3 separate regions of the Mus musculus genome follow, and all the other regions are linked to region 1. The links are chromatin contacts, called in public HiChIP or PLAC-seq maps. All regions are on one chromosome and are shown on one strand. The core of a region is the stretch at or near the end of the contact, and the rest is flanking DNA. Distances in the headings are between cores, read along the strand shown. Region 1 holds the start of Ccdc40 (coiled-coil domain containing 40). Region 2 overlaps Tbc1d16 (TBC1 domain family, member 16). Region 3 overlaps Tbc1d16 (TBC1 domain family, member 16).

Evidence for each region. HiChIP or PLAC-seq counts read pairs in DNA pulled down with a chosen protein or histone mark.
Region 2: a contact with region 1 is called in an H3K4me3 HiChIP or PLAC-seq map of bone marrow-derived macrophages, with 2.3 times the contacts expected there. The contact joins the enhancer-like site here to the promoter of Ccdc40 in region 1. A contact is called at or near these places in 2 of 484 Hi-C or Micro-C datasets (the N1E-115 cell line and nephron progenitors), 6 of 115 datasets of contacts at active chromatin or transcription factors (CD8 T cells, the SCID.adh cell line, bone marrow-derived macrophages and 3 more) and 3 of 9 other capture datasets (adipose tissue, liver and pancreatic islet).
Region 3: an HNF4G HiChIP or PLAC-seq map of pancreatic cancer cells shows a contact between it and region 1. The contact joins the enhancer-like site here to the promoter of Ccdc40 in region 1. A contact is called at or near these places in 2 of 15 datasets of contacts at CTCF or cohesin (CD8 T cells and embryonic stem cells), 1 of 484 Hi-C or Micro-C datasets (DN3 thymocytes), 6 of 115 datasets of contacts at active chromatin or transcription factors (the SCID.adh cell line, bone marrow-derived macrophages, effector CD8 T cells and 2 more) and 3 of 9 other capture datasets (adipose tissue, liver and pancreatic islet).

What each region holds. Positions count from the first base shown.
Region 1 is chr11:119,226,743-119,231,352 of GRCm38.p6, forward strand. Ccdc40 (coiled-coil domain containing 40) reads left to right here and starts at 1,830. Exons shown (of 21, transcript NM_001364767.1): 1 at 1,830-2,005; 2 at 2,286-2,420; 3 at 3,883-3,952. The coding sequence starts at 2,392. Tbc1d16 (TBC1 domain family, member 16) reads right to left here and starts at 1,757. Exons shown (of 12, transcript NM_172443.3): 1 at 1,654-1,757.
Region 2 is chr11:119,164,283-119,168,892 of GRCm38.p6, forward strand. The region is part of intron 3 of Tbc1d16 (TBC1 domain family, member 16); the gene reads right to left. Among named protein-coding and RNA genes, the nearest start is that of Mir6934, 12 kb to the left of the region's middle. Within about 2 kb of position 1,954, at least 90 of the 459 cell types and tissues checked have an H3K27ac peak or open chromatin away from gene starts, as enhancers often do. A contact at or near this core is called in CD8 T cells, bone marrow-derived macrophages, effector CD8 T cells and 1 more, where this site is marked.
Region 3 is chr11:119,185,213-119,189,822 of GRCm38.p6, forward strand. All of the region lies in intron 3 of Tbc1d16 (TBC1 domain family, member 16), which reads right to left. Gm11753 (a long non-coding RNA gene) reads right to left here. Exons shown (of 2, transcript XR_880347.2): 1 at 1-4,610. Among named protein-coding and RNA genes, the nearest start is that of Gm11753, 3.0 kb to the right of the region's middle. Within about 2 kb of position 1,944, at least 59 of the 459 cell types and tissues checked have an H3K27ac peak or open chromatin away from gene starts, as enhancers often do. A contact at or near this core is called in CD8 T cells, the SCID.adh cell line, adipose tissue and 2 more, where this site is marked.

The DNA of each region.
Region 1 (4,610 bases), core at 580-3,079:
GAGTTCTGTCAGCCCAAAGGCCATCCTCTCAAAGGGGGAAGCTCCAAAGCAAAGAGTGCTCCTCGGGAAGCAAGGACCTCCCAGCCGCCCCCCCCCCCCACCCCTTAACAAAGCCCTGTGAAGAGCAGGCCAGCCAAGTCTGTGCTGGGTCACATGGCATCATGTGACATCATCTTGGGGTAAATGTGAGTAAAATAGTTCTGTGGATAAAGGTGACTGCTGCCACCAAGCCAGAGGGCCTGGGTTTGAGTCCTCTCAAGACTCATGTGGTGGGAAGACAGAACTAAGCTCCACAAGCTGTCCTCTGAGCTCCATACAGGCACCACCAAGACACATGTGGGCACACACACCCCACACAATAAATAGTCATAATAAAAAATGTGGTTTTGAAAGCTTATAAACTGCAGCTCTTTCACGGGCCTGTTTTCGCACAACGAAAACCCACACATGGTGATCCGAGGCTGTTAACAGACACCGTGATTGCCAGGAGAGTCAACAGTTCCCAAGAAGAACTTCCTAGCTATACTCAAGACATTCCACTCACCAGAAAGCTATGGGGGGGGGGGGGGGACAAAACAAACAAACAGAGAAAAAACCCATAAGTACTGCTCAGCTAAGAGATCCATCCCCAGCAACCAGCTAAGAACCAACTCTGGTAAATTCCCAATGGGTGAATCTTAGCCGGCCCCTGTGCCCAAAGTCACCGCACCACTAAGTTCAATATTCGCTATCAAGGTTAATGTCAATATTTCTTCCAAGAGCTACATACATAGTTTCTTTTAAATTCTTTGATCAGTTATTAAGATTTAGAGTGGAGCCCCTAGTCCCCGGCTCTTTGCACCCATGTTCTGACCAGTATGCTTGGTGACAGGACACTTCCCCTCTCTCTCTCTTTCCTGATAAAGGAAGTTGACAGAGTCCATGGAACAAACTTTAACAGAGTCAAGAGACGCTTTTCTATTCCCCTATTTCTGAACGGAACCTGGACTAGATTGTGGCCAACATGTGACACCGACTTCGGAGGAACAGGCTTTTCTCACCGCGCGTTCTGGCAGGGTTCCGTGGGTTATTTTTAGCAATCTTAAATTGCCCTTTTTTCTTTTTATACTATCCCTTTTTTTCTTTCTTTCTTTTGAGGAAAGAGAGAGAGAGAGAGAGGCGCGCAGGCTAAAAAAGAAGCGAGGATCCTGACATGGGGCCTCTTAAATAGCCCTGACCATTTCCCCCTAGTGCCCCAACGCTAAGACCGCACACGCCCCAGGAGGGCATGGCACACCTTGGGGGCTCTGTCTGACAGTGCAGGAACCCCATAAGTTCTTCGCATGCTCAGACCAGCCAGCAAGACAAAGACCGCAAGTGCCCCGGCCCACAGCTCCAGACAGGCGAGGACCGAGTCTCCTCGAGTGGGCCCACTCCCAAAGCAGAGAGTCTCACTCGAGGGTGGAGTTCCCAGGGCGTCCCCAGCAAGATCCGGGTTCCTCCGCATCGCCCCCGCCCAGAGCCCAGAGCCGGTCCCCCAGCCACTCCCGGACCCCCGCGCAGCAGGCCCGGGTCCGGTGCGTGCAGATTCCAGGGTACCCAGGAACCGCCACGTCGTCCCGAGTGGACCCCAAAATCCCCGGCCCGCGATCCCAGAAGAACCCTGATACCCACCCGGGTCCCGCCGCGAGGGCTGGACACGCGCCGGCTCCAGGAGCCACCACCGCCGCCGCCACTGCCACCGCCGCCGAAAGCGAGGCGCGGCGGGGAGGGAATATGGAGAGGCCGTCCCCGCTCCGCCTCCGCTCCGCCCCCGCTCCGCCTCGCTCCGCCCCGGGGCCCAGCCCCGCTCAGCCCGGAACGCCAGGCACTAACTCCAACCTCAGGGTCCTGCGCATCCGTCGACCCCTGCTCGGGGCTTTCTGCTGACTCTGCAGGATCTCGCCACGCGCCTAGTACCCCGGACCCTGCCCTGGATGGGAGCCCTGTGCCCTCGATCCGAAAGGCAGGGCCTCCCTGTACCCATGTATGCGCTCACCCCTTGCATTTCTATTTCTCAAACTTAGGGTTACGAAGGAATGATGCTCCCCAAAAGGTACTGGTTCTTGAGTAACCCAAAGCTGGAAGTGGAAGAGCCAGAGCTAGGCGCGTTTCCCGGACCCAGCATCCCCAACCTGCCTGCCACTTTCTTTGAGTCCCTGAACATCATCAGGGTCACTCTACGGGAACTAAGTCCAGCCGGGAAAGTCTGGGACACATGGCGACGGACAGGCAAAACACATTTGTTCTTTAATGTGTTTGCTTAGTGTTTCTGTGTGAATCGATGGACGCTGCCAGACCCCGCCTCCTGCGGTCTTGGAGCACGCGGTCCAGACTTCGCCGGATGTTGATGGCGTAGCCTAGCAACGAGAGATGGCGGAGCCGGAGGACCAGGCTGACGGGTAAGCCCCGCAGGAGGGATAATAAACCCACCAGATGTTTTCACTAAATTTCTGCACGCAGGTACCCCCACCCGGACCGCCTTCTCCTTCACTTCTGTGCCCCTTCCCGCTCTTCTCCACTTTCTGGACCTGTCCTACACTACCCAACCCACGCTCCCCCATGTCCCCTATCTCTTGCACCTTCTGTTCTTTGTCCTTTTCAAGCGCCCCCCACCCCCCATCATTCCTTACTCCTAGCCCCTGCTTCTCCTGGACTACAGACTTTAACGCCCCGCGGTAACCATGGCAACCATCATGCTTGATAAACCCGCTGCAAAGCAGGACTTGGATGGATGGGACGCCGTTCAGTATTACAAGAGTGGGAAGAAAGGAGGAGCAGTAGCTCCGTTGGGATTGGGCTAGGCCCATACCTCCCCCTGCAAGATGGATTCCCCTCACCCCCATCATGGTCTTGAGGGATAGACTGATCCCCATCACTGAGTGAACCCCAAAATGCTGTTGCCGGCACTGTTTTAGGTTTTGTGCAAAACAAAAGCAAGTTTAAACAGTTCTATTTGCTCAGACTTTTCTGGGTTGTTTCATATAGTTAAAGTCCTTATGGACACCCATGGAAACACATCCAGAGTATATCCCACGAGAAGGCTAACTGTGAAGCCACAGGTATAGAATGAGCTCCAACTTGGGGAAGACTTGAAATGCAAAGATTCTGAGCAAAGGCAGGTGCACAAAATGCCTGCTCCAGTGGTGCTGGGAAGCAGAGGGGGGAATAGCCCAAGCTCTCATTGTCTGTGAAGCAGAAATCTGTATTCGTTTGTTTTTTAGAAAGCTAGCTTAGCTTTTTAAATAGTCTTAAATATTGCATGTGGCATATTTGTAGAAGTGGTGTGTGTGTGCACGCGCGTGTGCGCACATTCGTGCAGAAGCCAGAGGAAGATTCAGGCGTCCTGCTCTATCTATCTCTACCTTATTCTCTTGAAGCAGAACCTCTCATTGAGCCTGGAGCTTGACTGGTGGCCAGCAAGCCTTAATAGTCCTCCTGCCTCAAACCCTCACAGTGCTGGAGTTCAGGCACAAGCAACTGTGCCTAGCTCTTACGTGACTGCTGGGGGTCCAGACTCTAGTTCCTAACTAAGTTTTTGAAAAGCCAAAATATTTTACATGCAAACCTTGGCTATGTTGAGAAGTAGAGACGGCATGCTGTCCTCTCTCCTGAGACCTTCTCTGCTTGGCCCCAGAAACAGACTTCGCTGGGGTGTTCTCACACGCCGCTCCTTTCACGTTATAATTGCGCCTTACGTTCATTCCCATACCACATTTGTGGCCCGTGACTAGCATGGCCCAGCGATGGAAGAGTCTCTGCTGGCAGCAGAGTGGAGGAGAGGCAGAGGCCTTACCAGTGAACAGCTGGTATGCAGTGTGCATGATAGGGCTGTGAACCAGTGTTCCCTGTCTCTAAAAGCAGGTCACAGCAGGAAGGCCAACAGTCTTCTGCCGAAGAGGACTCGGAGCAGCAGTATACTGAAGGCCCTGAGGTAACGTCCATTCAGACCCCTATGTGCTAGGAGACAAATAGACAGGGGCCAGGGACCATGGGACCATCATCGTACGCTCTGGGACCATCTCAGTTCAGGCACGGAGAAACTCGTTCCCTTCTCACTGTGTTCTACTGGCATTGTTAAAACCGTCTGACCAAAAGCATCTTAGAAGAGGAAAAGATTTATATGGCTTTCACTTCCAGGTCATAGTTCATCCCTGAGGGAAGTCAAGTCAGGAGCCTGAAGGCAAGCCTGCTTGCCAGTCAGCATGTATTACCTCTAACTAGAGAACTCACTTGTGGGGCCCACACTCACTCACAGCCAAGGGAGTATGACAGGAACATTGCATACCGGCTCATTCGCAGCTTCTGCTCAGCTAGCTTTTTTATACAGCCCATGACTGCTTATGTAGGAAATGGTGTTGCCTGCAGTGGGCCAGGCCAATGAATAGTCAAGACAACCCCCCATCCCCTACAGACAGGCCAGCCTTCTCTAGTCAATTTCCTCCCTTGAGACTCCCTTCTCAGATTAAGATAGGCTGGGTCAAGCTCATTCCAAAGTGTTAGCTTTCGGTGATAACACGCCAACCCTCACACTGCCTTGTATTTTCCAGAGTTCATGCTTGTAACACGTGCCTCTAGAAAGAGGCAGTAGT
Region 2 (4,610 bases), core at 704-3,203, 62 kb before region 1:
CGGGTGAGGCTGCACAGGCTTGTAATCCTGATCTTGGGGAGGCTGAGGCAGGAGGACTGTGATTCAAGGGTAGCCTGGGGCAAGCGGCAAGTCTCTGCTTGCACAATCAGACACTGCGCTCCTCGGTGCTGTGTGGGAAGACACTGTTACTTAGGCCCATGTGTACAGTGCTCTAAGCCTGAGAACCAAGACCCAGAACAACCCAACCGAAAAGATTGACATTGTGGTGCATAGGCCACAAAAGGCATTCAGTGACAAGAGCTAGGCCACAGACACACAGGCAACACAACACAGGCAATTACACTGAGCAAAAACAGCCAGATCGAAACAGAGCACACTCACTGTTCGATGCCATCTGCACACAAATGTACCCAAATGACTAACCCCAAAACGACAGAAACTGAAGTGTGTGTGCTGTGTGTATATATGCGGTATGTGCATAGTGTGTGTGCAGTGTGTGTGTGGTTTGTGCAGAGTATGGTGTGTGCAGTGTGTATATGTGCTGTGTATGTGCGTATGTGTGTCCAGTGTGTGTGTGTGTACATGCACTCGTGAGAATGTTTTACTGGGGACTGGATCCACATTCTTAGGCAAGCTCTAACAGGGAGCTATACCCCAGCCCTCTTTTTACTTTTTACTTGGGGCAGAGTCTTACTGAGTTTTATAGGCTATTTTGCAGTTTCAATTCCCCTGTCTCAGCCTCCTGAGTAGCTAGGACCACAGGTCTGTACAAATGGGCCTGACTTCCCAAAATATCAAATTCCCTGAATTAAGCATTTTTTAGATTTTTAAATATAATTTTATGTGTACATGTCTTTTGCCTGCATGTATAGTTGCACACTGCATGCTTGCCTCCCAAAGAGGTCAGGAAAGGGCACTGGATCCCCTAGAACAAGAGTTACAGCCAGCTGTGAACAGCTATATGGGTGCCAGGAATTGAACCCAGGTTTTCTGCAAGAACAGCCAGTGCTCTTAATCACAAAAGCCACCCCTCCAGGCCCCTGGCTTAATCATCTTTGAGAGTAGTGTTCAGCGGTACAGAGTGAATCACAGAACCATGCAGCCACTCTCTGCCTCCCCCGGAACACTGGTTGTATACAACAGAGGTGCTGTGATATCAATGAAATTCTTTGGCACTTCCCTGCCGTCTAGATCCCTGCAACATCATCCTATGCTCTGTGTACGTGAACTTGGCTGCCCCAAGGGCCTCATCCAGGTGGCGGATGCAGCGCTCGCCCTTCTGTGACTGGAGTGTTTCACTGAGCACGTGGTCTCCAAGGCTCTCCAAGGAGGAGCGACATTCCACGAAGTGGACAGACTTCAGCGTATTTGTCTGTCTGTCTGTCTGTCTGCCTGTCCACTGTGTCCTGATGCTTCTTTAACACGAGCACCCCCTCGAATCTCTGCTAGCTGACCTTTTGGTTACAAGCCCTGAAGAGGAATTTCTAAATCATTGTTTTTAGGTTTTTCTGAGGAAGTGCCCCCCACCCCCATCTCCCACAGAAGTGGGAGCTGTGTTCACCCCACCCACACGACACAAGGTTCTGCTTTCTCTGCATTCCCACCAACCCTTGTAATGGTCTCCTCTGGTTTACCACAGCCATGCAGAGCCTGGGGTCCTCTCCCTGCAGCTTTGGGTAGCTTTCCTCAGTGACACCTGCCCTCCTGCTTGCTACCTGTTTGAGTATCTTTGGGGAAACGTCTCATTTGGGGACTTTAGAAAGTCTATATATCCTGGATATCAATCTCTTAACTAGATGTGTGATTTCTAAGTTTATTTTCCATTGTGCATTCTGTGGGTTTCGTTTTTGCATTGTGTTTGATGTACCAACTTACACACACACACACACACACACACATTTCGAATTCTGATCTGTCTTCTTTCCTTTTGTGGCTTGTGTCTCTGGCTCACTCCGTGTCACTGTTGCTAGGGTGCAGGTGAGTCACGCAGGGCAGGACCGGGAGGGGTACCAGACGCAGAGACAGCGCTTCCTGTCTGAGCTGTGGTAAGGCTGCTCAGCGATGCACCATACTCGCCAACACTGGCCAAACTGCATGTGTTGGACACGCAAGCACTACTGAACAGCAGTTACTATCCAGTGGAGCTTTTGGGATAGATTCTTTTTTTTATTTCTTAAAACTTTACTTATTGTTACCTTTTATTTTTTGTATAGGAGTGTTCTGCCTGTATGCATGTAGGAGTGTTCTGCCTGCATGCATGCCTGTGCATCATATGTACGGGTGAAGCCCTCAGAGGCCAGAAGAAGGCATTGGATCTCCTGGAACTGGAGTTAAAGATGGTTGTGAGTTGCCCTGTAGGTACTGGGAATCAAACCTGGGTCTTAACTATTAAACCATCTCCCCAGCTCGGATTTAATTTATTTTTAATTAGGGGTGTGTGTGTGTGTGTGTGTGTGTGTGTGTGAATCCACTGCCTGCTGAGGTCAAAAAGAGCATCAGTTACCCCGGAGCTGGAGTCACAGGCAGTTGTGAGCTGTCTGACATGGGTGCTGGGAACCAAACTTGGGTCCTGTGCCAGAGTGGCAAGAGCTTGACCCCTGAGCCACCGTGGAGGCTTTAGACACACACCAATACCAGCTCAGTGTCACTACCAGACGGGCTTGGTAAGGTCATAGGACCCCATTCCATTCAGTTGCTATAAAATGTTTCATAAAAGTATTTAATAACTAGGAAAAAAAGGTTCATAGTATATACATCAAATGAAGAACATGATGTTCAGTGCTGTCAATATGACATCATATAAAACATACCTTACAGATTTAATCCATATACTCATGCTATGGATGTTATAATAACGGACATTTCTAGATGGCACAATTAAAGTTTGCTCTCACCATGTTCTTTTTTTCTTTTTTTTTTTTTTTTCAGATTTCCTGATAGGCGTAGTGTATCAGTTTGATTATCAAGACCACCACGCCAACCTGCTACATTTTTATCTTTGTTGTTTGTTCTTCCATGAATCCTGAATTTCCGTTTATATTAGAAAGTAAAATGGTAATTCAGAAAAGAAGGAAAGGGAACGGTCTATCCCAGCACTGGGGAAGCTGGAGGCAGGAGGATCAGGAGTCATCCTTGGCTACATAACAAGTTCAAGGTCAGCCTGGGCTACAGGAGACCTTGTCTCAGATGAAGAAAAAAGAAGGGGGAGGGGTATAGAGACACTAGCTGTCCCCATGGCTGTCATTCTCCAGCCCACCAGACTGAGTGAGGCTTTGCTAACCCTGCTCATGGACTAATGATAGCAAGAATGTCACAGGTAAATGGCAATACAGGATGAATGACCACATAGCTCAGGAGACTCTCCACTCAGGAGAGGAGCCGATCCTGCCCAAATGACACGTCTGTCCTGAAAGAAGACCCCAGAGCCCACCACTCCCCACATCATCCTGCACACTCAGCCGAGAAATGGCCTCCTGTCTGTCACCTTGGTCACCAGTAACCCTGCCCCTTGGCCTGACACCCGAAGGTTCCACAATGTTTCCTAGGGTCATGGTTAGAAATGGCCAGCAGACCCGGCTCAAAACCACAAGAGTTAATCTTCACAGTTCTGGGGACCAGGAAGGGGAGGCCAAAGTGTGACCAGGCATGGTCTACAACAATCTGGGGAAGGCTCCATTCTGGGTGATGGAGGTACCCAGAATCCATCCAGAAACAAAGCAATACTGTAGCAAGTCTCAGCTGCCTTGCACAGACACCCATGGGTTGATACCAAAATGGACATGGGAACACGAGAGGATTTGGAAGAGTCTGGGCGTAAGAACACAGGGTACCAGGACCTTTCTAAACCTGAGAAGTTACTAAGGCAGTCATCGGGATGGCATTGTCCCGGTGTACAGGGAAACACAGATGAATAAATGAATGAAGCAGGGCCAAGCGTCAGACATGAGCCCTGGGGTTGACGGTCGATGGGTCCCAAAAAGAACGCTCAATAATCCAGCAGAGGGAAGAAGCAGCTTCAATAAACACCATTGGGATAGTCAGCCTCCCACACAGGAGAGAAAGGAATTAGAACGCATCTCACAGCATCTACCGATAATAGCTCGATGGCTGGGTAAAGGCGCCCTAGCAGCCTTGATAGAGAGAGAGAGAGAGAGAGAGAGAGAGAGAGAGAAGGCAGGCAGGCAGGCAGGCAGGCATGGGAAGCACATGATGGCTCCATTTACATGAAACATGTGGACTAGCAAGTCGAGAGAGAGAAAACAGACCTGTGGGTCCTGTGCCCTGTGGAGGCGAGGAATGCGGCGACCAGTGTGGGGCTTCCCTTTCTCTTGGGGATGGTTGCAAGTTCTGGAGTTAGACGGTGGTGCGAACTGCACAGCTTCGTGGATGCACCCACTGTGTGTCACAGGAGTATTCTCACACTACATGGATGCACCGTATGCCATGGGAGTATTCTCATACAATAGGGATTATCTTCCAACAGAGGTCATAGGACCCCTCTCTCCTTAGTTACCTGAACTAAGATAACCTCAAAAACAATTTTTAAAAAAAATTTCTATAAAACCTTCCAGCAGTCTCCTTTGACCTAGGACAATGGGCATGGTGCCTATGTGCCAGCTTCCTATTGATAGGGGGTGAGGTTGCCACAT
Region 3 (4,610 bases), core at 694-3,193, 41 kb before region 1:
ACACAGACAACTTTGTTTGCTCTGTGGGGAGGAACATGGGGTGGCTCTGTGGCTTGGCAGCACCGAGGCTGTAGGACTTAACGCCTGTGGGAGACCAGGAGAGGAGAATCTCAAATCTGGAAGAACTACAGTGCCCGGCAACCCCAAGCAAGGGTCAGGAAAAATGCTGGAGGACAATGACCTGGAACTTTCTTCTCAATCAAACACAACATTGCGCGCATGGTATGTGTACATGTGTTTGCACACGTGTGCACGCTTCTCTGTGTGTGCACATGGAAGTCAGAGGTTGACGTAAGGCGTCTGGCTCACTTTCTCTTCACCTCATCCTTTTTATTTAATTTAAAGACTTTTGTTTTCTTTTTAATTGCATCGATGTATCTGTGCTGGGTATATGCACATGACGGCACGTGCCCTTGGAGGCCAGCAGAGGGTTTTAGCTCCCCGGGAGCTGGAGGTACAGGCAGTTTTGAGTCCCCCAATGTCGGTGCTGGGGGTTCAGGTCCTCTGAACAGTAAGTGCTCTTCACCACTGAGCTGTCCTTCAGCATAATTCTGCTTTGTTTTTAAGACAGGGTCTCTCACTTAAGCTGGAACTTGCCGATTCAGTTAGACTGGCTGGCCAGCAGGCCCCAGGGATCTAGCTGTCTCCATATCCCCAGAGCTATGATTACAGAGAATCATCAGACTCCCTGCTTTATGTGGGTCTGGGGATCCAAACTCAGCTCCTTACACTTAGGCGGCAAGCACTTTACAGGGTCACCTCCCCAGCTCTTTACACCGATGCTGTTAAGTTTTCTCTGAAACTCTGTGTACGTGTGTGTGCGCATGTGTGAGTACATGTGTGTGAGAGTGTGCATGTGTGAGGACATGTATGTGTGTATGCATAAGTGACTATGTGTATGTGTGCATGTGTAATTATTTGTATATGTGTGTTCATGTGTGTGTATGTGTGTGTGACTGTGTGTATGTGTGTGTGCATGTGTGACTATGTATGTGTGTGCGCATGTCTGACTATGTGTATGTGTGCATGTGTAACTGTGTGTGTATGTGTGTGTGACTATGTGTGTATATGTGTGTGTACATGTGTGACTGTGTGTGTGTGTGTTTGTGTGTGTGCATGCATGTGTGTATGTGTTTGCACATGTGACTGTGTGTGCGCATGTGTGTGCGTGAGTATGTGCTTGTATGAGTATGTGTGTGTGTGAGTGTGTGCATGTGTGTGTACAGAAAGGGGAAGGGAGGAAGCCATGCATCCTTGGGAATAATTTTATTTGTTTTGAACGCTGTCCCAGTGACTCCTCGGGAGGTGACTGTCCAGCCCCAACCCCAGCCTGTGACCCTCAGCAAGAAGGCATCTGCCAAGTCTTTCATGCACTCCCCAAAACAACACATTGCACAAACAATTTGGCCCTGTGAGTCACTCAAGAAGATGGCTGGGCTCCTTGGCTCCAGCCACACTTATAGCCTCTCTGGTCCCCTGAAAATATTTTCCTGTGTCTGCTATAAAGAGCTGTGAGTCGGGGCCTAACCCTAGGGACTGTTCTTTGGGGCCATGGGGGGCATGTCTCCAAGGGGGTTGGCAGCAGGGACTGATCCATGTCATCAGGCTGCTGGATCTCAAAACAGTGGATGGAAGTCTCCCTCTTACTCGCTCTCCCTTCTGTGCATGAGAGAGAGAGAGACCCCACTCCCTCAAGATCCAACACCCTCAGTCTGTGGCCAAGAAGAAGCCATGAAACCATTGAAAGAGAAGAGTTTCCCTGAAACGACAACTAGGAGGAGGCGACTAGGTTCACAAAGTCAGCAAGACCCCAGTGGGTCAGCTGCAGCACCCTTCAATCTCCAGAGATCTAGGATTACTCAACAAGTGGGCCCCCGGGTGCTGCCCGAGGGGCGGCATCCTACCACAGACTGCTCTAGTCACACAGAGACGCGGCGGAGAGGCTGGGTGTGGTTTCTGAGTCAGCTGCTCGGCCATCACCATCAGGGGCACAAGCGATGTACTCCAAGTGAGACCAGGCTGCGCTCTGACATTCCGACCTGCTGTGGGGGAGCCCTGCTAAATGAAGAGCAGCCTCTGCCTGTTCCCTATGCTCCCCACAGCCCAGTTACCTTCAACTGCTGTGCTCTGTGCTAAGAACATGGGCTTTATAAACAGTCTCCCCTCTGTGGGGCTCGGTTCCCCATATGCTCAAGTCTCTCAGAATGTCACAGTGACGTCCAGAATGCACACACGCCATCCTGTGTGCTTTCAATCACCCATAGATTACCAATACCACCCCCTGCAGTGTAAATGCTGTGTAAACAGTCTTCACACTTAGAGGCTAGTGACAAGAAAAATGTCCACATGTGTTCGGTAGGAGCACATTCTCCCCCCGGGGAATTTCTGATGTGTGGTCAGCCGTATTGGAGGGCACAGAATCTACGAGGACACAGAGGACACTGTGCTAACCCTGTGGGTGGGCTGCTCTGCCGACTGGCAAGTCTCGATGAGCGCCATCTACAGGGCGGCTCTTGTTAGTGACAGCGCGCTGAATCAGCCAAGGTCTCAGGCTCCCTGCGCACCCAACTGGACTGAGGTAAAGGCTGTGAGTGCTCCCGGAAGACTCAAGGGCCTCACAGGGAGGTGTGGGTGATCTGGGGCTTGCAAACTTGGGCTTTGGAAACACAAAGGGTCAAATGCATCTGCGTCTTCGAGGAAGAGACGACTGGCTATCAGGCCAGGACTGGGGCACCAACGGCTGCATCCAACCTGGTCACCATCAAGGTCCTTCAGACCATATGGCCTCTCCAGCAGCCCTGGCTCACGTACCCACTGTCAGCTGGTGTGGTTGCAGGCTGAGGAGCCAAGACACAAGTACGCAAGTACTTTCTTTTCAACACATAAATGAACCGTGGCGCTTTAAAGGCTAAGGTCTGCCCTCATGCCTCGTCAGAGAGTATGGAAAAGATTACTGAGGCAAAGGTGGAGAAGGGGACTCATGTGACTCTCCCCATCATTCCATTCAGAATCCTGCTCTGTGGGGTGTCTGAGGTCCAGAGGTCAGGCTTTAAGAAACTGGGGGCCCCAGGCCTATGAGCTGTCTCCCCCAGTGCAGGCCTTCTGCCCATTGTCCACACCCAGAAAACCTAGATTGTATTTCCAATCTCGGAAGGTTATGGGAGAGGCTATTTTTCTAAGCTCATAGAAGCACTAAGAAAGAGCTACCCCTGGCCTGTTGGAGCTCTGAAAGCTCAGTGAATCCCAGGGAAGGGCCTGCTCTCAGAGCTAAGTGACCCAGAGGGAACATGCTACACCCACGGCTCCACCCCCATCAGGTATGCAGCGTGGCAGTGGTGGGTCAAGTGGACACCCACCACCATGAACTTTCCCTTTGAACACACTGCCAAGTGCTAGCTACATCTGCCCTTGGCTGGAGGCCAAGATCCCTTAGTGTGGTTTCCCAACGCTTAAGGTTCAAGAGTAATTGTTGGTCCGGGATGGCCTTGGTGGGAAAGGCAGTTCTCAGGGGACTGGGAATGGGTACGGGAGAGATGTGGGTCTATCGCTCCTATCAGCTGGTGAGCCTGACTTTATCCGCCTCCCTCTGTGAACACAAACTCACTACCTTAAGAACAACATCCTCACAGCCTGAATTTTCTCCTCCCTAGAAGGATGGATAATGAACGTGCATGTGAGCGTGCGTGCGTGGGTCCATGGGACCCAGGGCCTTGTCAGGCACGTCAGACAAGATCTGCCACTGAGCCCCACCCCTGGCCCTATATTCCAGGTTGTGGACCCGCCCACTGTTCTGCCTGATCACCCGATCTTCCACATCTGCTTCTTGTGACCCACGGGGCTGTGAACGTGGATGTGCAAGGCCAGTTGAACCACTGCTCTTCTAAATATCATTGTCCACCTCTTCATTTCTTCCTGCTCCTCCTCCTCCAACCCCTTCCCCGCCCCTCCCCCTCCCCTACACCTTCCTTCTTCCCCTCTCTCTCTTCATACTTCTTTCCTTATTTATTTTTTTATTTGTTTGAAACAGGGGCCTGGAACTCATTATGAACCCAGGCTGGCCTTTAACTAGTGATCCCCACTGCCCGAGGCTGCCTCCTGAGTGCCGGGATTACAGGCACGCACCCCCACACACACTAGCTCTAGTCAGGGTTTTTTTGGGGGGGTTTGTTTGATCCCTTTTTGGTGGTGTCAGGGATTGAACCTGGGTCTTGCATGTGCTAGCAGGCAGCCTCCTTCCCAGTCTGTGTCTTTCTTTTGCTCCTTAAGATATGTATCTATTTTATTTGCATGTGTTTTGCCTGCATGTACACGTGTGCCACACGTGTGTCCTGACACCCATAGAAGTAGATGAGAGCATCAGGCCACTAGAACTGGAGTTACAGGTTGTTGGGAGTCACTGTGTGGGTACAGGGAACCTGAGTTCTCTGCAAGAGCAACAGTGCTCTTACCTCTCTAACACTGCTATATGGACCATGAACCATCTACATAATAATAACAGTAAAAAAAAAAAGATCTGAAGGCAGGTAAAATATCTTGCTACTCAAGCATGAAGCCCAGAGTACAAATCTATAGGCCCCGGATGAATGCCATTCCAAACCAACACTGTGGGG